Regions from separate parts of the Mus musculus genome. Here region 1 is linked to region 2. Evidence: chromatin contacts called from public Hi-C data. All regions are on one chromosome and are shown on one strand. Each heading gives the region's core, a stretch centred on a gene start, on an enhancer-like site or on the middle of the called end of the contact. The rest is flanking DNA. Distances are from core to core; before and after follow the strand shown.

Evidence for each region. A called contact is a pair of places that touch in the nucleus more often than the background predicts.
Region 1: a contact with region 2 is called in a Hi-C map of pro-B cells, with 4 times the contacts expected there. The contact joins the enhancer-like site here to the promoter of Ccdc13 in region 2. A contact is called at or near these places in 4 of 39 promoter capture datasets (the 3T3-L1 cell line, the HPC-7 cell line, hippocampal neurons and 1 more), 2 of 15 datasets of contacts at CTCF or cohesin (large pre-B cells and pro-B cells), 13 of 484 Hi-C or Micro-C datasets (B cells, the C10 cell line, Th1 cells and 7 more), 4 of 115 datasets of contacts at active chromatin or transcription factors (bone marrow-derived macrophages, embryonic stem cells and memory CD8 T cells) and 2 of 9 other capture datasets (embryonic stem cells and liver).

What each region holds. Positions count from the first base shown.
Region 1 is chr9:122,186,811-122,190,927 of GRCm38.p6, forward strand. All of the region lies in intron 12 of Ano10 (anoctamin 10), which reads right to left. Among named protein-coding and RNA genes, the nearest start is that of Snrk, 72 kb to the left of the region's middle. Within about 2 kb of position 2,016, at least 42 of the 459 cell types and tissues checked have an H3K27ac peak or open chromatin away from gene starts, as enhancers often do. A contact at or near this core is called in the HPC-7 cell line, Th1 cells, bone marrow-derived macrophages and 3 more, where this site is marked.
Region 2 is chr9:121,837,839-121,841,976 of GRCm38.p6, forward strand. Ccdc13 (coiled-coil domain containing 13) reads right to left here and starts at 1,623. Exons shown (of 16, transcript NM_028384.1): 1 at 1,573-1,623.

The DNA.
Region 1 (4,117 bases), core at 766-3,265, 350 kb after region 2:
AAATAAACACAGGCCCTGCATAGGGCAGACCAAGCCTCTCTTTTTCTCAAGAGGCTTCAATATGCTTCCCATGCAACAAATGTTGGAGGATGGGTCACAGGACAGATGTGTGGGGAGGGCTGTTCCTCAGCTCCCATGTTTTCAGTCTTTCCTCTGTGGATTTCAGGGAACTGAAGTCTGTGGGAATAGTCTCTGCTGGGCTTCCTTCTGTTCCCACCAGTGCAGAAGGGCAGAGGCAGGGCAGTAGCCTGAGATGAGGCCCAGGTCAGTGGGGGTGGAGGTGGTGAGCTCCAGGGGAGCCTCTCTTGACCCAGGCAGATTCCTGTAGATCCTTCTGTCTTCCTCCACTCTTTCCTTCCTTTGCCCTCTCTCCTTCCTTCCAACCGGATCTTACTATGCAATCCAGGCTGGCTCTAAACCCTGATCCTCCTGTCTCCACCTCCCCAGTGTCAGGATCTCTTCCTTTGCTTGTGGCTTCTCAGAACACTGATAAGATTTGGACATTGACATAACTGATTCTATGTGCACCCAAGTTTGGAAATTCTATCTGTGAATCTTTCTGCTACAAGGTCTCAAGATCTGACCTTATTTCCTCTAGAACTTGCATTCAGGGCATGACCCCCCTGGGGATCAAGTGTGATTTTGTGTTGATTTCCTGCGTACTGACATCCAGTCCTTCCAGAGACATCTGCCGAATCATCCCCTGCTCACTCACCTGCAGTCTTTGTGGTCACAGGCAGGTCACTTGCTGCTCTGACTTGCCTCCCCACTCCCCAAGTAGTCTTCACTATGACTTCACTACACACTCTGAAAACATTACCACTCGTCTCCAGTTTGTTCTTCTTTTTTAGAGTTTGGCTATTTTTAGGTCCTTTATTTTCCATGTCAATTTTAGAAACAGGCTTATCAGCTTCTACAAAAACACAGATCAGAGGCTGCCAAATTTCCCATGATAAAGCTGGACAGTTAACACTTTTCCAATTTCCATTACAGGAAGACTCTGCTGTTGTATGAAGGGGCAGGCGCATGGCCAGCGATGACGCGCAGGTCACAGTCCAGGCTCCTGGTCTCCCCTGCAGGTTTACTTTCCACATACATGGTTAGTTATCTGGGAACAAGGCCCCATGCTTCTGTGTACATGCCTTATGTGTCTCTCTTCTTCCCTTCTTAGCTTGACTCTCCTGTTGGTCCTCACAGCAAAGGGCCAACAGTCACCTTCTGCTAATGAGAGCACCTACAGATCCACCATCGATGTCCTGCATCAGGCTGAGAAAGCCCCAGTTGGTGGGTATCTGTTACAAGGGCATTCGGTTGCAAGGTCTGAAACATTGATGCTTTTGGGTGGTGTCTTTGTGGTTTGCCAGGTGGGTCAAAAGAGGGGCTCAGCTAGGAGTTACTTCCTACTAAGTGGCTGGGCAGGCTTTCCTGAGTGTCCTCCCAGCTCCCCATAAATTCTGAGTTTTCTATCTGCTACAGGAATGATACTGGCTAGTCCTGCATGCCAGGCGTGGGCCCCCGTTCTGATGGTTCATTCCCTGGTCAGTTTCCTCACATGCACATACCCTGCTGGACACGAAACAGGTCCTTGGTGGACCTCTGGTGCTTTCTCTGCACCCCATTCTTCCGTGGTTCTGCCTATCCTCAAGCAGCCTTGGACTCTCTGACCCCGCTTTTCAAGGTGCCAATCTGTGTCCAGGTAGATTAATGGATCCACCTGTCTGTGGGGCATTGGGCTGGTGGCAAGCATCATTTTAAAGTTAATGACAAGATCTTGACATGACTTTAGTCCTCCTGATAGTCACCTTCCTGTAAGTAAGTGTCAGAGGTCAGGCTATGCTGACGCTAATGGATAACTATCAGCCTTTTCCTTGCTGCCCTAGCTGCCTTGAAAAAAAGGACTGTCAGTCAAAAGCTGGGCTTCCCTTGTTTTGACACCAGCCATCTTGAACATTACACAGTCCCTCAAGAAAACCACATGATGGCTATGCTGAGCACAGCAGCTCTGGCTCAGCCGGGAGGCCTCTGTTTGCACTAGACCACAATCTCCAGTGAGATCTAAGACACTGTAACCATTTCTTCCTGGGGACAAAGTGGGGCACTTCCCCTGGTGGCCTAGAGAGGCACTGCTGTGAGGGGTGCTAAAGGCCAGAGACTGTAATTGGTGTAGACATAAACCCTTATTTGCATATGAGGTATGCTGTAACTGTGTAAACACAAACCCTTATTTGCATATGAGGTGAACCTGGCATTTACCTGTTCCTGGGAGTGTTCTGCAGAAGGCACTGCCCCCTCCTAGTAGCTCAGGGCCAAGACTACTCAGCTCTGGTTCCTACCAGCCCTATGTGCATCCTTCTAGATGACATAGGTTGTTAACTGACAGTACTTTTGTTTTCAATATCCTTATGGATTTATGTTTTCATACATGTTCCCTTTTAAAACAGGACAGCTTTTAGAACAGGGCCCCTTCCCTTACCCAGGAAAAGCTAGATTAGAGCTTCTGGAAGGAGCCCAGCAGTTGCGAGGTCCCCAAGTTGCTTTAAGCTAAAGGTTTCTTCTAACCGAGGGACACTGGTACTGGAGGGGGAAGCAGGGGCAGTGTTAGGCCAGAGTCAAAGTGCAGTGCTGCTTAAGGAGTTGAGCCACAGTCTGTCTTGCCCAGAGGCTCTACTCTTCTTAGCCATCTTTCAGGATGCCTCAGCCTGCCTGCCAGCCTCTTGGAAGGGAAGTGAACCTGGGTGTGTATTTTAGTATCAAGCTCATTGCTAGTAGAACAAGAGTTTAAAAGCCAGACTGAGAGACTGGCTTGCTTTTAAAAGTATCAGGATTATTTCCATGGCTCACACCTCACCCCCTCCCTTTTGTCTTCTTTCTTGGTTTTGTTTTTTCAAGCAAGGTCTCAGTATACAGCCCAAGCTGGCCTCATACTTGTGGCTCCCCTGCCTTAGGTTTCCAAGAGCTGAGATTGCAGGCTTACACTCCTGTGAAGCAAAATGTAGCTCCAAAATTTCTCACGGTATTGAATAAATAGACTTGAAAAAATGGTTAAGATCTGTGCCATAGTTTTTAGCTGCAAACTGACCCAAGATGTTGTTCTAACCTGAAACAAACCCAAGCTCCTATGTGTTGCTTGGATCCTCTGGCAGGTGTTTCTAGGTCCCCAGTGCTCTCGTCCGTTGGCAAACTCTGCACTCTGAGGCACAAGTTCTCACAGGTGTGGCGGGATCCTAGGGAAACAGACTGACATCTTGGGAGAATCGGTAAGTTGCCACAGTCCACAGATGGGCAGAGAGGTAATGTAAGGGTGGCCACCTCCACCAGGAAGTCTACGAAAGGCGAACATGGGTGTCTCAGCTCAAGTTAGAACTCACACACCACTGTGGTACATGAACGGGTGGGGCTTTGGAGAAGTGAGTGAGCCATCAGGCGTTGGACCTTCACGAACAGGGTTAGTATTCTCATAAGACAGACTTGATGGTTGAGGACACTGCTAAGTGCCAGGGGCACAGTGCTTGCTTCCTAAGCACTAGTGAGGCCCGAGGGCCCTGAATTCACAGCAATGCACACACAAAAGGGAGAGGTCCCCCTCTGTCTTCTCTTTCTCTTTCTCTTTCTCTGCCTGTCTCCCTGTCTGTCTCTCTGTTTCTCTGTCTCTGTCTCTCTGTCTCTCTGTCTCTCTGTCTCTCTCTCTATCTCTCTCTCTCTCTCTCTCTCTCTCACACACACACACACACACACACACACACACACACACACAGAGACTGGGACCTAAGCAAGCCCCTCTGACCTCTACTCCGTGAGCTTGCCCTGACAGGGCTCTGTGTTTGAATGAGGGTGTCTTTGAGGCTGCAAGTCCTCACCAGATTCAGAGTCCAACACTGCATTAATCGCGGGGTTCCTGGTTTGTAGAACTGTAAATGCCTACTGCATATAAGTTACTCAGAGTAAGGCATTTGCCAAATGCTGAATGCACAGAGGTTGTGTCCCACTGACCTTCTAGGAGCTGATTGTGTGGTGGCTTATGGACTCCTCGCTTTCCCTCAGCTCACAAGAAACTGGCAAATTATTCCTCAGCACATTTTAATCTTTAAGCTTTTGTTCAAAGCTAGAATTGTAGCCC
Region 2 (4,138 bases), core at 373-2,872:
GGCAAACGTGTGACCAAAGCAACTCAAGGTGACTTAGTTGGCTCACAGTCTTGGAGGATACAGCTCACCATGTTGGGGAAGGACAGCACCCACAAGTGGACGGCTGCAGGGGGTCCACTGTGGGGAAGCACGGACAGATGAAGGCTCCACTCCTGCTTTCAGTCTGGGGCTCCGTGGGATGGCGGGTCTTCTTTTCTCAGCTAAACCTCTCTGGAGACACCCTCATGCACTCGTGCACACACACAGAGGAGTGTTTCCTAGATGGCTCTAAATCCAGTCAACTTGCTAGTGAGTATGAACTGTCCCAACCCTTGCTTGTACTCACAGAACACCATCTCCCTGCCCAGGTCATTCACCTTTGCTCCTGACCTGTAGCACACGTTACATACCAACTGTGCTTCCTCCCACTAGTACGTACACTACCAGAGGACACACACTTTAACTTTATTTTTAGCTGTTTGAGACAGGGTCCTGCAAGGGCTGGCCGGATGACCTGGCACTTGCTGTGTAGACCAGGCTTGCCTCAAACTCTTGGCAATGCTCCTGTGTTGGTCTCTCAAATGCTGGCTATGTACCAACACGCCTACCAGGATCATTATTTTCATCCACTTTGTTCATGGCCATGCTACAACAGGACACAGTAGGTGCTTAATGAATATTTATAAAAAAAACATGAAAGAATTTGGCCTTTTTTTTAGACAACTATACTTTGTAACCAACAAACTACCTTAAAACCACAGATAACCCTAATTGCTTACAACTTTTGTTTTCTCTTTAAGACAAGATGTTGGTATGCAGTCCCGTCCTGCTTCAAATGTGAGTATGATTACCAATTTGGGACCAGCATGGGTCTTCTAGTGAGTTTTAAGGCCATCCCAGGCTACAGAGTGAAACCCTACTCAAAAGACCAAGGAAGAGAAAAGCTGTGCGCAGGACGGTGGATGGGGCCTTGAGCACCCATCACTTCTCACCAGCCTGCCACTTTCTAGCTCACCCACGCAGCCCATCCCACCTCCCCATCCTGTATGTTTTTACAAGCCAGAATGAGGGTCAAGTCAGGGCAGCAGCCACGTGCTGAGTGGCAGCTGCAGAAGACCTGCTTTCTAGTCATGCCCACGCAGGTCGCTGGGTCGTTCCTCTGCCTCACGAACCCTCCTCGCGCGGAAAACACGAGTCTGCCCAGGGAGGGGTGGGAACAGCCCGGCCCCAAGGAGAGGCCATTCGCAGGGTCTATGGTTTGGTTTCCCAGTCTTGGCTTCTCGCTGCTCGGCCCCCAGTTCGATCCCCCTCTCCCGGCTCCACTCTAGGCTTCCGATTCGGTTCCTCACTCTCGCCACGGTTCCGGTCCCCACTTGGCCCCTTGTTTGGTTTCCCGCTCTGTCCCTGGCTCGGTCCTCGCTCGGCTCCCGGTTCGGTTCCCCGCTCTCGGCTCCACTCTTGGTTCCTAGTTCGGTTTCCCGCTCCGCTCGGCTCCCGGTTCAGTTTCCCCGCTCAGCCCCCGGTTCTTTTTCCTGATCCGCTCCGGTTCGATCCTCGCTTGACTCCCGCTCTACTCAGCCTTCCTCCACTTACCGCGGCTGCGCTTCGGGGTCTGTCTTAAGGGCCGCGGGCACTTCCTCCGCCCTTCCCGACGCCGGCATGTGCTGCCTTGGCAACCGTCACCAGGGAAACCAGCACGGTCGCGCGCGTCTACGGGGGCCGAGAGAGCCTCTAAAGGTCTGAGCTGAGCGTGCTGAGGGGTCCGGGAAGACCCACAGAACTGCACACACCAGCTGGACATGAGAATGCAAAGTGCCTACGAAGCCTCCACTCTTCCGGAGTGTATTTTATTTAAGGATTTGGGGGGTCTGTTTGTTTTTGTTTTTAAAGGTAGGGTATCATACAGTCCAGACTGGCCTCAAACTCGCTCTGTAGCCATGCATGACCTTGAACTTCTCATCCTCCTGTCCTTATTGAATGCTGGATGACACAGGCTGCACCACCGTGCACAACCGACCTCCAGTGTCTTTGAAAAAGTAGGATGCATATCCTACTGGCCTCCAAGGGTTTTGGAAAGTGGACGGTTTTTATGAAATGTAACATAGTTAACCATATTATCTTTGGAAATACAAAACAAGGCGGGAAGAATGTTGGGTTATGATTGTGATTGGAGTAGGCCAAAATTAATAATGCTAAAACCAAAACCAAACCAAAACAAAACGCTTCCTCCTTTTCAAACAGCGCACAGAACTAAAAGAGGAATGTTGAAAGCGTTTATGGGTCACATCGCAGGATGACAAGACACATCCCTCGCCAGTCAGTCTAGTCCAGTCCAGGAGCTGATTCAAGTTCACCCCAAAACCCTTTTTCAAAAAACAAAAGGTGGAGAGCAGTTGAGGACAAATAATGAAGACAACCTCTGTCTATCCCATGCACATGTGCACCGACACAAACAATTGCACACACCCATACTAAGAAAACCTAGACGTGAAACAACACACAGGCAATTATATCAGTATGGTAGGATTTTAGGTCTTCTTATTTATGAATTTATTTATTTATTTGCATTTTAGAAGATTTTAAAAAACAGTGTGTGTGTGTGTGTGTGTGTGTTTAAGAAAATACTTAAAAAAAAAATCTCCCAGTTTGACATTGCTGTATTTCAGGGACTTGAAGGGAGGCAAACACATAGGAAAAATGAGCTGAGGGAGGCCAGATGCTCTCACTAGCCTTTATAATGTGAAAGTCTCCAGCTATGTTAAACCTGTTTTTCTGCTTCCCATTTACTTAACGTGAGTAGTACATCACTACTTGTGAAGAAGATACAGGGCTGGATACCCACAGCCCTGCATCCACCTGCCCACCCCCTCGCAGTACAGTACAGTGTGTCCAGGTGCACAGCATCTCCTTCATAAAGCTTCTCTCTCTCTAACTCTCTCTCCTTCTTTCTCTCTCTCTCTCTTTGTGTGTGTGTGTGTGTGTGTGCCCATGGAGGCCAGAAGAAGGCATTGGGTCCCCTAGGGTTGGAGTCTGTGATGGTTTGAATATGCTTGGTCCAGGGAGTGGCACTATTAGGGGGTGCAGCCTTGTTGGAATAGGTGTGTCACTGTGGGTGTGGGCTTTAAGACCCTCATCCTAGCTGCTCAGAAGTCATTATTCTGCATGCAGCCTGAGGATGAAGATGTAGAACTCTTAGTTCCTCCTGCACCATGCCTGCCTGGATGCTGCCATGCTCCCACCTTGATGATAATGGATTGAACCTCTGAATCTGTTACTCAGCCCCGATTAAGTGTCCTTATGAGAGTTGTCTTGGTTGTGGTGTCTGTTCACAGCAGTAAAACCCTAAGACAAAGTCACTGGTGGTTGTGAACCTCCTGACGTGGGTCCTCTGGAAGAGGAGGAATTCTTAACTGCTCAGACATGACTCCAGCTGGGCAACTCTTTTTTAGCATAGTTTGGTAAATTTAAACTCTGAAGGGAACCAATCCTTTTCCATCTCGCTTCCCTCCACACCCACTGCATGCTCAGTTTCCCTGGGCCCTTGCTTCCTCTCTGCTTTCTCCTCCCGATGCTCCAGATGTGCTATGTGACCAGAAAGCACAAACCAACAGGTCTTTCTTTTTTATGGTCTTCAGTGGCCTATGTGTTGGGCCGAGGCTGAGAACTGAAAATCTGCATGACTGCCAAGAGGCAGAGTGGATTCAGTAGATAGAACCACAAAGCGGCAGGGTCTTCTCCACACTGCGCATGTGCCATTCACCCACTTCATAATCACGAGGCAGCTGGGTGCTGTGGAGAGAATAGGAGCCAGATGTGCTGATAAGGTCCTCGAAAAGTGCTGCTCCTAGAAGCAAGCCAGGCTTCCCTTAGGATGAGAGCACACCGCATGAGAGGATATAGAATCTCAGCTGGCCTCCTAGGGTATGTATTAGAAAGCTTCAGGCATGAATGTACTGCAATCCCAGCACTTTGGAGGCACAGGTAGGAGGACCACAGATTCAAGTCCAGTCTGGGCGCTACACAGAGTTCCAAGCCAACCTGAGCTACATAAAGAGAGCCTGCCTGTCCTAAGAGACTAAGGACTGGAGAAGTACAGAGAGAAGCTCTGCAGTACAGTGCTTGCCTGTTTTGTATGAGGCCCTGGTTCTATCCCCAGCGC